2 separate regions of the Mus musculus genome follow, and region 2 is linked to region 1. The links are chromatin contacts, called in public HiChIP or PLAC-seq maps. All regions are on one chromosome and are shown on one strand. Each heading gives the region's core, a stretch centred on a gene start, on an enhancer-like site or on the middle of the called end of the contact. The rest is flanking DNA. Distances are from core to core; before and after follow the strand shown. Region 1 has its middle 50 kb from the start of Gm42354. Region 2 overlaps Gm13067 (a long non-coding RNA gene).

Region 1 (7,209 bases), core at 2,111-4,610:
GGAAACTTTCAGAGATCAGTTAGCCGCTGCCGGCAGGTGTTGTATACATGGTGCCACTGGCTTATAATCCAAGCACCCAAAAAGTGGAAGCAGGAGGCTCATCCTGGGTGGCTACAGAAGAAGAGAAGGGGAGGAAGAAAAGAAGAGAGAGGAAGAGAGACATGACAGAGAAAAGGAGTCTAAAGCCTGAACTAGAGTCAGAGCAGGGAAGCACTGAAGGACTCTGGCTTAACATCCCAAGATCCCTCATTCCTCTAGCAATCTCTCCCAACCTCAGAGCCTCCCCTCCCCTCCCCTCCCCTCCCCTCCCCTCCCCTCCCCTCCCCTCCCCTCCCCTCTGTCTACCCTCTCACCCTAGGCGACTGGAAAGAACAACTCTGACTCTGAATGGCACAGTAGAGCCAGGTGCCTGGACTGGCAGCGGATCTCAGACCAGAGCAAGGCCATGACTGTGGGGTTTGTGCCGGGCTCTTCGCGGTGGTCTTGCAGAGACGGGGCCCTTGGACTGAGGGGAGCAGAGACATTCCAGAGATTTTTCACGTGCAAACAGATATTTCCTTTGTGAGTTTCTAGACTAAATAACACTCCCTGTGTCTAAGGATCGGTGTGCTCTGCTGACCTGGGCCGGTTCTCTGCCGGTGGGAGGAAAGGGGAGCCCTCCTCCTCTGCCCACAGATTTGGAGCCAGAGATGGGGAAGAAGTAAAAAAAAACAAAACAAAAAACAAAAAACAAAAAACAAAAAACAAAAAACGGTGTCCTTATAAGAAAATACCTTCTGCTGCCACATATCTCCTTCAAACACTGAGGAAGTTTGTTGGCAGACCTTGGAGACAAAATGGCAAAGACTTTTCTAAGAAAATGTACCCAGCCCTCTTTACACATCTATATAGGAACACACTTAGCCAAGTTTACTTTCTGAGGGCGAGGGGTCTCATGTATCCCAGGCTGACCTCTAATTTGATATATAGCTGAAGGTGACCCTGAACTTCTGAATCTCCTTCCTCTCTGTCTTGAGTGCTGGGGTTACAGGCATGTACCACCCCACTGCACTGGGTGGAAGTGGTGCTGGGGGTGGAGCCTAGTGGTGCTGGGGGTGGAGCCTAGAGGTGTTGGGGTGGAGCCTAGGGCTTCATGCACCCTAGGGAAGGACCCCCTCAACTAGCCTTGCCATCTAGAGCAGTTTCAGGGTCACAGTCAAATGTGCAGACAGTAGGGAGTTGAGATTACCCACCCTGCACATGAGCTCCTGGGCCATAAACATCCTGAACCCACTGGGACATCCCGTGCCCATGAAACCACGTGACCGCACTGTTATTGCCCCAAGTGTGTATATCACATTAGGGTTCATTGTCAGAGTTTCACAATCCACAAGTATACTTCTGCTTCATTGTATCCTACAAGGGAGTTTCAGTGACCAATAAATTGTGTAAGCCGAGGCTGCATCCCAACCCCAGGCCACTCGGGATCTGTTTCCTGTTTCCACAGTTGTGTCTTTTCCAGAACGTTGGAATCAGAATTAGACAGACTTCTTCCACAGCGATGTGTGTCTCCTTTCTTCTCTTCTCTTCTCTTCTCTTCTCTTCTCTTCTCTTCTCTTCTCTTCTCTTCTCTTCTCTTCTCTTTTCTTTTTTCTTCTCTTCTCTTTTCTTTTCTTTTCTTTTCTTTACTTCCTCCTTCTCTTTTTGAGACAGAGACTCACTATGTAGCCTTGGCCAACCTAGACTTAGATCATATGGACCACAGGGACCCTGAAATCATAAAGATCTGCTCAACTCTGCCTCCCAAGTTCTGAGTTCAAAGGCATGCACCATCACACCTGGCTGCACACTCACACCTGACTTTCTCTTCATATTTCCATGGCTAAACCTCTGATTTTGCTATAGTAGTGACTAATTATCTAGATGTAGTGATTTTCTTTTCTTTTTTTTTTTTTTTTTTTTTTTTAGTTTGTTAACAAGGGAAAGCATCCCAAGAATAGCAGGGGGCTGGTGATCTTAAAGTAAGAAGAAGAAAAAAAAATCCAAGAACTTAGATTCTTAGTGAGTTTCACAATTTATGAATAAATTGTATTATAATAAAGGCTGTAATAGAATAAAAGCAAATCTGGCTTAAATAGAATAACTTCTAAATGGAATTTTTAATTTATTATATGTGTAAGTGTTTGCATATGTGTGTGGGTACACACAAGCCGCCGTGCACATGTGGAGGTCAGAAGACAACTTGCAGGGCTCAGTTTTCTTCTTCCAGCACATGAGTTCCGGAAACTGAACTAGGGTTGTCAGGCTGGACCTTTATCTGCTTGCTGAGCTATCGCCCTCTCAGGCTGCAGTAAGCAAACCATGGCACCAGAGGGCGCCTGACTCACGTAGTCCATAAGAACAGCAGAGCAGGGTATCTTAGCAGGCAGCTGAGGTACAGGTGAGCTCAGCTTACACTGGCAAGCTAAGCAAAGGGTGCCCTGAAGGAGGCCTCCCTCCCTCCTCTCTCCTCTTTATGTTATTTGTGTTCTTTCTTTGTTTGTTATTGTTAGGGGGACAATGTTATGACATGGGGTTCAGAGGGCAGCTTGAGGTCATTAGTTCATTGTTACACAGATCAAGCCCAGGTGCTCAGGCTTGCAAGGCAAGAGCGTCTACCCACTGAGCCATCTCCCCTCTCTCCTGCTCCTGGGGAAGAAACTGAAGCAGGAAGGAGTGGTACAAGTTTGAGACCCGCCTGGGCTACACAGAAAGTTCCAGATCCATGTCTTAGTTTACTGCTGTGAACAGACATCATGACCGAGGCAACCCGTATAAGGACATTTAATTGGGGCTGGCTTACAGGTTCAGAGGCTCAGTCCATTATCATCAAGGCAGGAGCATGGCAGCATCCAGGCAGGCATGGTACAGGAGGAGCTGAGAGCTCTCTATCTTCATCTGAAGGCTGCTAGCAGAAGACTGACTTCCAGGTTAGAATGAGGGTCTTATAGCCCACACCCACAATGACACACCTGCTCCAACAGGGCAGGAGGGCCTTGCTCAGACAAGGGTTAGTTCAAGGGCTAGCCTGGGTTATATAAGAACTCATCAAAAAAAAAAAAAATCAAGCCTAAATAAAGCCAATCCTATCATGAACAAAAGCTACTCCTTCCTGTTCACACTCCCCCCTATAAGAATCCAGCTGGAACCAGTGCCTTGGCTCCCACTGAGCCTCACTGTCTCCAACAGTGGGAGCTGACTGGACCGCACTAGACAGTGTGTTAAACACCACCAGGGCTGCTGAAGCTGTCTCTGCCAGATTCCTAGGAGGACTGCGGGGGTTTCCTAGCCCGTGGGAAGCAGGGCCAGCCTGTGCCTGGAGGCTGAGAGGGGGGAAGTTGGGCAATGCTTCTCCCTCCCACTGCCCGCACAGCCCAGGGCTCTAACTTCCCAAGTTCCCCAGGTCCCTGTGCCAAGGCTGGGGGGTATTTATAGTGCTGGCACATGCCGGGGGAGCCAGCAGAACAGCTGTTTTCTGATATGGGAAAAGGGAGCGATCTCTACTAGGAACTGTAGGAAAATGAGCCCAAAGAGGTCTGCCACTCAATGCTGCCCTCTCTGGGGAGGGGGCTTCAAATCCTGCAGCAACAGCATTTCCCACCCTCACGGCCCAGACAGTTGGTTCAGCTGGTGGCCCCGAATGCCAGGTGCTGAGTGGGCCCTGGGGCCAGGAGCATAAGGCCTTGTTCCTTACAGTGGCCAGGAGGAACAGTGTCGTGGAAACCATGAGTGAACATCCATCCAGTCCTAGGGAGCAAGAACCCAAGAGTCAACATAAGGGATGCAGCTATTCCTGGAGAGTGATGGCGGCGGGTATCAGGAGGGAGGGGGATAATGGGGCGACCCCAGGGCCAGCCAAAGTTTACCTGGCTTTTCAGGATTCATGTGAGAAGGTCAGATAGAATGGAGATTTGTGGGTCCACCCACAGACCTACCCATCCCCTCCTGGGGATCATAGAGGTTGGATACCTCTTCTGGTAGCATCATCTACATGCAAAGATGGTGCAGCTACGCCAGCTGCCTAGCAGAGAGTTGGAAACCACACAGGCTCACACACATGTACATACATACATACACTTACAAACACACACACACACACACACACACACACAGGACTAAAATGAGGATTAGAGCTGGAATAAGGGTCAGGGTTGAGGTAAAAGGTCAAGGGCCAAGTATGTAGATTCTCCCAAGATAGAGTTCTGGGGGGGGGGGGGGGAGTAAACTCTGTACTGCAGGTGATATCCAATCCAGAACCTTCCGCTCTGCAACACACACACTGACACTTCCCACACACCCAAACATGCACACACACACACACACACACACACACACACACACACACACACTGACACTTCCCACACACCCAAACATGCACACACACACACACACACTGACACTTCCCACACACCCAAACATGCACACACACACACACACACACATACACACACACACTGACACTTCCCACACACCCAAACATGCACACACACGCACATACACACATACACACACACACACACTGACACTTCCCACACACCCAAACATGCGCACACACACACACACACACACACTGACACTTTCCACACACCCAAACATGCACACACACACACTGACACTTCCCACACACCCAAACATGCACACACGCACACTGACACTTCCCACACACCCAAACATGCACACACACACACACACACACACTGACACTTCCCACACACCCAAACATGCACACACACACACGTATGTTATATATATTTAGTTCTCCCAAATGCTCTTCTGGGCATCCTTCACTCATGGGGTCCTGTAGACAGCATGATCTGTGACTGGAGGAATTCTTTCACCAGGCCACCCTCCTCTGTCTGGTACCAATGCGGAGTAAGCCCCATCTGTGTTGGCTTAAAGGCCTTAATTGCCGTCTCCTACTTAACAACTAACAGTGACCAAAAAAGAAAACTACCTCCTAAGAGAAGGTGCCCCACTGTCGGGATGGCAGCTTGCGTCAGTCTGATTGAGAGTGGTACCCAACAGCTTTCTGCCAGGGCCATGTCTTGAGAGGCTGTTTTTGTTTTTGTTTTTTTGGAGGAGGGGGTCTTTTATCTTGTTTTAATCTCTGGCAGGTTTGGGTGTTTGTTTTATGACAGTCTCATGTAACCCAGGCTGGCCTCAAACTTGCTATGTCTTAGGATAACCTTGAACTCGTGCGCCTCCTGAGTACAGCTGCCTGGATTTCAAGCATGCACCATCGTGCCTGACCCCCAGGGAGTCTCTTAATCATGCAGAGTCCCATGCTGTCCTCGAAGGGGCTGGGGCTGGTTTTTAGACCTAAATTGAAATGGAAATACAGGAGAGAGGTCAGTTCCTGTTATACTGATATTGAGGATGTTGCCAAACTCAAAAATTGCTCATTTTCCCAAAGAAAAGTCAGTTCCCCCTAAGGAGATCATTTGGCTCTCTGGTAGGAATGGTGAAGGCTAGGCTTTGGCGTTCTGAACTGTGAGACTCACCAGTGAAGGTGTGCCTGGACAGAGGTCAGGACAGTGATAAAGGAGGGTCGTGGCGCCCTCTGGTGAGAATAGGACCAAATGCACCCAGAGGGCATCCCACTGAGGGGACCTAGCCCCACCATGGGGAAGAACAAGATCCATAGTTCCTCCTGTGGCCACTCAGAGCTCACACCTTCCCTGATGGAGCCACTTAGACATGATATAGATTCCATCCAAGAAAAGAGGGAGGTGTCCATCTTAGAGAGAGAGAGAGATGAACACACTCTACAAGGGCTGAGGCCAAAGGAAAGTCAGGAGACTGAAGGCCTCTTGTTCCCAGGAGCCGCCCACAGTCGCAGGAAAAGAGTCCCTCCTCTGTCCTACCCAGACATTGCCACAGGGGCCATGGGTTTCCTACCAAGCTGTGTCTGCACAGACATCATGGATCATCGAAGTTGAACCCATATCTCTGTACTCCCATAACAAAAGCACACAGGTTGGATGGCTGAATGGTTGGTCCCCAGAAGATTGAGAGGTTCAGAGTATCTGAGAGAGAGCATGGCTTCTACACATCAACACAGGGCTTTCCCCGGCTGCAGAGGAAATGTGCACAAAAGGCCAAAAGAGAGATTTGATCCTTTCATGACCCAGTGGGATGTCTAGAGGAAGTTCCTGGGAGTTCTGTACACATCTGTACACACGCTGCTGGAATCTCTCCAGACTCAGGTTTGCACGCCTTTCCAAATCGACTTCCATCAATGACACACCTGTTAGCACATAGCCTTGGTATGGAGTGCTCTTGGTGGGAACTGAGAGCCATTAGAGATCTGCTATACACACCGTGCAGGTGATAGGTTTCGTGGCAAACCCCACTCCCCCGGATGAGCATCCCAAGATTTCTGGATGGGTCATCCCTGGTGGCTGGAAGGGTTAGGGAAGACAGTCCTCACTATGCCCTGATGTTCACACCTGGAGGAGGCCAGCACTTCCTCCTCAGAGAGAGTCTGAAGGACCATTAGACAACTCTCAGAAATCCATGGGATTCTGCCCTAGCATAGGCTCGCTAGAAAAAACCCACAGGGTGTGTTGGCTTTCAGTATTCATACACCCAATTTTGTACATTATTTTTCTTGAAGTTTAAAAATACTGGCCATCAGACTTGAAAAGGTCTGTGGTGGTTAAATGGGAACATTCCTCAGCTGGGATTTAGAATCGCCTTGGAAATAAACCTCTGGTAAGGACTGTAAGGGAGTCTGTGTTCATCATCGGCCTTCCCTAACACGATGACTGTAATCCTCAAACTGTGAGCCAAGATGGACCCTTCCTCCTTGCATGGCTTCATGCCAAGCATCTTGTCACATCAATGAGAGAAATAACTAATACCAAATCCTTCTATATTTACTGAGAACAAGAAACGGGGCTGTGGGGAAGAGCCTTGGGAGTCTTTGTGAACTATTCCTGGGGGGACACAAACAAACATCTACCCACTCAACCCTAGAGTGGTGTGGTGGTTTGAATAGGAATGGTGTGTTTGAGTGCTTGGTCCATAGGGAGTGGCACTATTAGGACTTGTGGCCTTGCTGGAGGAAGTGTGTCACTGTGGGAGTGGCCTTTGAGGTCTTGGAAGCTCAAGTCAGTTCTCTTCCGATTGTGTACAAATCAAGATAGAGAATCTCAGCTCCTTCTCCAGCACCATGTCTACTTGTGTGCC
Region 2 (7,209 bases), core at 2,418-4,917, 220 kb before region 1:
GCACCATATGACGCAGATACATACCCCAAGGGTATTACTCTAAGGACTTTCTACCCTGTCATAGAGACATTTGCACATCCATGGTCCTTCCTGCCCTATTCACAAAACCCAGACAGGTGGAACCAGCATAGATCCTCCTGGATAAGGGAATAAGAAAATGTGGTATGTATACATTATATATATATGTATGTATATATATATGACACAGGGTCTCACTATGTAGTCCTGGCTGTCCTGGAACTCACTAATGTAGAACTCACAGAGATCCTCCTGCCTAGTGCTAGGATTAGAGGCTCCCACTACCGTATTTGGTTTGACAGGATGGAATCTTATATAGCCACCAAGAAAAATGAACTCAGGACAATGGCAGAAAATGGAAGTCATGATGTCAAGCAAAATTAGCCAGACTCCAACTAACCGCATGTCAGACTCAGACAAGTACTGCGTGTATTTTACATGTAGAACCTGCGTTTAAAATGCATGTCTCGAGCTGGGTGTGGTGGTGCACACCTTTAATCCCAGCACTCGGGAGGCAGAGGCAGGCGGATTTCTGAGTTCGAGGCCAGCCTGGTCTACAAAGTGAGTTCCAGGACAGCTGGGGCTATACAGAGAAACCCTGTCTCGAGGGAAAAAAAAAAAGCATGTCTCTGTGGGGGGCAGGGTCCATGACGCTAGGATAGGGGCTTATAAGAGGCGAGAAAGAAATCTTAAGGGAGGAATAGAGGTAGCCGTGGAGCTCATGATATAAGAAGCAGAAGGAGGAAGGAAAAGCTGAGAGAAGGGGGGTTTGGGGGGAAGCTGAGAACAAAGTAGACACACAGGTATGAAGACACAAAGAGGAGAGAGACATCACCTTGTACACTAATCCTTGTAAAAAAAAACCTAAAAGGTAAAACCTTGAGGGTCCGGCAGTTAAGAGCGTTTGCTGTTCTTCTAGAGGACCCAAGTTCAATTCCCAGCTCTGACATCAATCAGTTCACAACCACTTGGTACCTGCGCTCACACTAGTCCCAAAACTGTTGGTGACACCTTCCCTCCACACTGACAGGCTGGGGGCTAGGCATGACATGTAATTCTAGCCAATGAGATGCACGGAAAAGTCTTTGGACTTTGGAGAAAGATTTCCACCAATGTATAGAGAGAGCAGAGAGAACCAGGAGATGAAGTCTTAAGGAGTCATCACAAAGTTGCCCTATTTCTGGGCTTCTTGCTTTTTGAAAGTGTAGGTCAGTGGTTGAGCTAGCATGCCTGAGGCCTTAGGTTTGGTGGGGTAGAGGGTAGAGAAAGAGATGAGTTTAAGCCAAGCACAACGGTGTCTACCTACCTGCCGACTTGCCATTCAGCTATTTGGGAGGCTACAGCAGGAGAGTCAACCAGCTTAAATCCAATCTCATAAATAAATAAATAAATAAATAATCAAAACCAAACAAGACCACGCAGCCAGCAAAGCTTTGTCACGAAGTCCTCATTTAGCAGGGTGGGGAAAAATCACGGCTGTCCCTATATGCAGCATGATCATGCGAGGTACGCTTTGATCATCTCTGCTCTAGGTGGCACATTGTGCACACACCTCTAATTCCAGCTCTTGGGAGACTGAGGCAGGAAGGCTGTCACAAGTTCAAGGCTAGCCTAAGCTACCAGGTGAGTTCCAAAACAGCCTGAGCTACAAAACAGGACCCTATCCTCAACAGAACAAACACAGGAACGAACAAAACAACCCCAAACTCACCAAACAACAACAAACCAACCTCTGCTCCCAGGGCTGCGCGTCACCAGGAGGCGGTCGCTCTGGCAACTTGGCCTGTGGATGGAGATGCTCCGTGAGACTGACAAAGAGGGCGTGGCCCACCAAGAGGAGATAGCTAACGCAGCCCCAGTGTGTCCAGGTAGACAGAGCCATCTGGTTTCAGGGGAGGCACCATGAGCTAGTTCTCTGCTGAAACAACCACCTCCTCGCTGCCCTCCCTCCTCAGACAGGAGTTCCCCAGAGACTGGAAAAACAGAGATTGGCTGAGGCCCCACCTTCAGCGAGGAGAGGAGAGCCCGCTCCCAGTAAGTGTCCGTAATTTACAGTTGTATTTAAGGAAGTCTTGCCCTTCCAACCCTGAACAAAGAGGGTCACCCCAATAAAGCCAGGTGCTGTCACTGAGCAGAGGCAGCCCCCACCCCCACCCCCAGGAAGGAAAAGCTCACATTACCCGATAAAGCTTCTCTTCCAGAGATCTCTTCCAGTGGCAGATCTCCCTAAGGTTTCTAGACCTGTCTCCTCAATTTGCCACAAACCATTTGGGCTCCTTGTGAGAGAGATCTGCCTCTCAGAGCCAAGGGCCTGAAAACCACACGTGCTTCTCCAAGGCCAACTGGCAATCCGTTCTCCACTCCCAATGTCCTTGTCCAATGTTGGAAACGGTCCCTAAGGGCGCCAGGCAACTAAGGCAGTGGGAGAAAGAAAAGGGTGGTTCACTTCTCAGTAAACCAAGGGAGGCCCCGAGTGGCTGGGGATGGGTAGCCAGGCCGGCTGGCTCCACCTGTCTGACCTGCTCAGCTCACTGCCCCCTCAGGCGGGCACAGCTGCTAGGAGCTGGGCTAGCTGCCAGCACCTACCTGGGCCCCTGCAGAGGTGTGCACTCACCTGTCCCTTGTCCCTCCCCGCCGCCGCTGTTCCTTTGCCCAGGGAAGCAGGCACTGAGTCGTCTCCCTGAGTCATCTGGATGCTGACCCAAAAGCCAGAGGGAGTAAAGGAAGAACAAAGAGGAGAGGGGAAGAGGGGAGAGGGAGGAAAATCCCCAGTCCCACACCTGAGCACGCTAGCCTGTATAGTCAGTCATGCGGGTGAGGCTGGGTGGGGCCTGGTCTGGAAGTTAGCCTGGCCACGGCCATATCTTAGGGCTGTTCTATCTCTGTGGGCAAGCTCTTTGGAGGAAGCAGTTCCACTGTCCATCCATGGGCTGGCTCCGTCTACCACAGACACTGGAATCCACAGAACCTAGAGCTGTCCAGAGACGTGGAAAGGCATGGGCAGTGGCCTTTAGGAGCCCAGAGGCTGTGCCGGGCCTCTTCCCTAAGCTCTGCTGTGAGCACACAGGGCCCATCTGTCCCTCTTGCTCCTAAACTTCAAAAAGAATCCCTGAGTTCTTGGGTGCTGCTGGTTTGTTAGGGGATGGCTTGGTTTGCTGGACTCACCGAGGTGCTGATTGGCATAGCTGGGGTGGGGGACAGGGGCTCTGGGCTGCGAGCATCATTGGCAATTTCCCTGTTACCCAGGATCAAGAGGCCTGAGCAGGCAGATTTCGCTTCTCTTCCCTTTGACCCCGTGCCTGGCACGGGGGTAGCGTCTACACACACAGCCCCGTCTGGGTAGAAGGTCACAGACACAGTGTTTACAACGAAGCCGGATGGATGTCTGACCCTTGGGTTCGGACCATGTGCTTCTGAGCTGTCCAAAGAAGGGGAGTCTTGGAGAGTCACAGCAGAAGAGACCCAGTGAGAGCCCAATGGGGAAGCTGGAGACACACAGAGAGTTTCCCAATAGATGCAGGGTGGGTTCCCAACTGTAAGACTCAAACCGGAAAAACAGACCCCAGATTTCCTAAGGTAGTAGAGAGGCAGAGGAAGGAGCAGAGAGTCGCCCTGATGGAATTCACACAGCAACAGGAGGCAGCTGCCCGCGGCTGGGAGTGGCCCGGCAGGTCTCGGGCCTCACGCAGGGTGTGCCTGTCTGCGAGGAACACTTTATGAAGCCTCAACTCAAAGCCAGCACCTTCGCTCAGCTACCCCAAGAGGAACCGACTGACACGCCAGGCCTCGTTCCAGGAGCCGGTCCTCCACACGGGGTCAGTACCCTGGGCAGGCTCCAGTAGTCCACCTAGGATTCTGACCCCTCTGTTCACATAGTCGGGCTTCTGTCTTTCCCCCACACCAGGCCTTGGATAGAAGGCCTAAAAAAAAAAATCCCACAAACACAACCAACTTCCCTGGCTCTTACATCATCCACCAGACCCTGGGGCTGGAGCCCAAACCAGCAAGACGCTGGCTGGCTGCAGAAAACCTCAGGGCAAGGTGCAGTGCTGCAGGCTCGTAATGGGCTAAGAAAGCACTTACCAGGCTAGGCTAAAGTGTGTGTGTGTGTGTGTGTGTGTGTGTGTGTGTGTGTGTAGTGAGGGGTGTCTACTAGCTTCAATTTAGAAAAAGAAGAATTATGTATTTACATACCAACTCCCATGATAAAGTCATCTGGGATCCCCCCAAGTAGGAAGGCCACTTGTGGTTACAGCTGGTGAGTCAATGAAAACACCCCACCAAGCCAATGAGCTCAGCTTCTCAGGAAGGAACAAAGGAAGCGGTACCAAGCCAGTGGCCGCTTCAGGCACTGAGCTGTGGTCCCAGAAAGCCCTCCGCTGAAGCCTCTGACCAGAACTGCTGCGGAAGACGGTTTGCCTCCCAAGGGGCTCTGGCAATGTCTGAAAACATATGTGTTTGCTGCCCTGGGCGGGGGCTGGAAATGCTGGGCATTCTAGCTCACGGGACAGTCCCCCCAAACAAGGACTTTGATCTAAATGTTAATAGCCCTGTGGTGGAGAAGCTGCCCCCACCCTCTGAAAGCCCCTTTCCTTCTGTGGAATTCACCGACAGTGACTCAGGTGACCCTCAGTTCTGAGGGTCCTTGCTTGTAAGAGCTCCTCCCTGTAGCAAGGGCAAGCCTGTGGGCTCCTTGTCTCTGCAAGGAAACAGACCCCAGCCTGGGGTGATCTGCCAGGCCAACTTTCCTCTTGCCACCTAGTTCCAAGCATCCCATGGGTCTCACTAGTGACATCAGCTGGTTCCCACCACCACCACACTAGTGACCCCACAGCTGGTTCTCACCAACATCCACCATCACACTAGTGACCCCACAGCTGGTTCCCACCAACATCCACCATCACACTAGTGACCCCACAGCTGGTTCCCACCAACATCCACCATCACACTAGTGACCCCACAGCTGGTTCCCACCAACATCCACCATCACACTAGTGACCCCACAGCTGGTTCTCACCAACATCCACCATCACAGCTGGTTCCCACCACCACACTAGTGACCCCACAGCTGCCAGGTACTTCCCAGGTGACAAGAAGAACTTAAATTCTTTGTCTTGATGAAAAGGCCTGCTCAGTTCACCTCATTCCCTCAAGCTTTCTGCACTTCTGAGCTGCACAGTGGCTACCCTGTCAAGGGCAGGAGGCTATGTCTGCTTTCCCAGAGACAGTGTGTGGGAAAACAGAGAGTTGTGCGCACTCACCAGGACCTGCAGGGGCAATCTATGGCAAGGATAGCAGGAGACACCAGTGCTGAGGGTTATACCAGCCTAGAGAATCTCAAAGCACAGAACTGGGTAAAGACAACAGCAGTCTGTCTTGGGACCTGGAGTAGACGGACAGCCCAAAACCTTCATTTATAAATGAATTATTTGGCTTTTGTTTTGCTGTCTCATGTAGCCTAGGCTGGCCTTGAACTCTAATTTACTGAATAGCTGAGAATGACCTTGAACTTATTCTCCTGGCCCCACCCTCCGGGATTACAAGTGTGCACCATCATGCCCAGTTTTTCCAAGTGCTGGGAATCAAACTTGGGGTCTGTACATGCCAGGCAAACACTCTGCCAACTAAACTACACCCCCCCAGCCTCTGCTGACATTTTTTAACTAGTTATGTTATTTATTCTATAATTATATTATAATTATGTTATAATTCTATAACAAGGCATCAGAGGGTGGCAAAGACAACCGATGAGGAGAGGCTGGAGAGATGGCTCAGTGGTTAAGGGCACTGGAAGCTCTCCCAGAGAACCTGGGTTTGACTTCCAGCATTCAGCTGGTGACTCACAACTGTCTGTAACTCTAGATGCGGTGGATCTGATGCCTTCTCTGGACTCCGTGGACTCTGCATGCTGATGGGCGCACAGACATACGTGTAGGCAAAACACCCACAGCTACACACATTAAAATAAAATAGAATAACAAGAGAAGGCTATTGGGTAGCTGTTCCCCCATCCTGGGAATAAATAGGGCTCCACCTGCTTAGGAAACTCCCCACAGGTGTTTGGCTGAGAAAACATGCATCGTTGATCCCGGTCATCGGGTCCCAGAAAACGGCCCCTAAATGGAACTGAGGGCACCAATGGACAAAAGGGATGAGAGGCAGTGCCTAGAGCAGAGAGGCACTCATCTCTAGCTAAGCTCAGGCCTAACTGCAGGAGAATAAGCCTATACTCCACAGAAGGAGACCCAAGAGAGCGGGGACTAGCTACTCACTCACATCTCTACGTCCTCACCACCAAGTGGTTGCCACCACTGCCTGACCCTCAAATCAAGAACTTCCAGCAGGAGGAGATCTGACTGGGGAAGGCCCAGATCTCCACCAAGCCCTGGCAGTTGAACTCTGAAGTTCCCTTTTGAGGTGCAGGCAAATCAGAGAGGCTGCAGTCCCCCAAGCTGGCAGGCATGAATTCCGAAATGAAATTAGCCATGACGTCCCAATGGCGTCAATACCCAGCTACCAGCACACAGAAAGGGCTTATGAGACCTGAATAAAGCCTCTGCTCGCCGCACCGCAGCTACCACACTCTGCCCTCCAGGCCCTTGTGAGCTCGGCGCCTCCGCACACCCAGTCTGCTCTCACCGCACAGGAAGATGGCGTTCCTGAGCTACCCTTGTTGTCAAGGGTCAGGCTTGCTGTCATGTTCCAAACCCAACATCTGCCCTCCTACCCCAGTTTCAGATCTCACGCTTTCCAATGCTGCTGGCTGCTTCAGGGAGGCACCAAGGGAGGTCGGCTCTCCCTTCTCTGCTCAGTTATCCATAACTAGTCTGGGTAAATACACAGATGTTCTCACAGTTGTCCACCTGCCCAGGCACTCAGAGACAGGGTCAGAGCCAGGAGGCTGACCCATGGGACAGCTCTCTGTGTGCTCGGTCATTAGGAAGGGGTTTTTATTCCTCCTAACACCAATGATAAATCAAGAAGTGCAATGGTATGGGTATAAAAATGTCATATCCAGATGATATAGTATAGGAGGCTAAAGAGATGGAGCACAGTTAAGCCCGAGGCTGCAAGAGCAGAGGGCCTGGGTTTGATTCCCAGCACCCACACACATGGCAGCTCACAACCATCTGTAACTTTAGTCCTGGGAGATATGACACCCTCTTCTGGCTTCCATGGGGACTTCACACA

The links. HiChIP or PLAC-seq counts read pairs in DNA pulled down with a chosen protein or histone mark.
Region 2: an H3K27ac HiChIP or PLAC-seq map of microglia shows a contact between it and region 1, with 5 times the contacts expected there. The contact joins two enhancer-like sites. A contact is called at or near these places in 7 of 115 datasets of contacts at active chromatin or transcription factors (embryonic stem cells, large pre-B cells, microglia and 1 more).

Annotation. Positions count from the first base shown.
Region 1 is chr4:149,837,237-149,844,445 of GRCm38.p6, reverse strand. No RefSeq gene overlaps it. Among named protein-coding and RNA genes, the nearest start is that of Gm42354, 50 kb to the right of the region's middle. Within about 2 kb of position 3,360, at least 62 of the 459 cell types and tissues checked have an H3K27ac peak or open chromatin away from gene starts, as enhancers often do. A contact at or near this core is called in microglia, where this site is marked.
Region 2 is chr4:150,057,214-150,064,422 of GRCm38.p6, reverse strand. Gm13067 (a long non-coding RNA gene) reads right to left here. Exons shown (of 7, transcript XR_390962.2): 7 at 5,706-7,209. Among named protein-coding and RNA genes, the nearest start is that of Mir34a, 7.6 kb to the left of the region's middle. Within about 2 kb of position 3,667, at least 160 of the 459 cell types and tissues checked have an H3K27ac peak or open chromatin away from gene starts, as enhancers often do. A contact at or near this core is called in microglia, where this site is marked.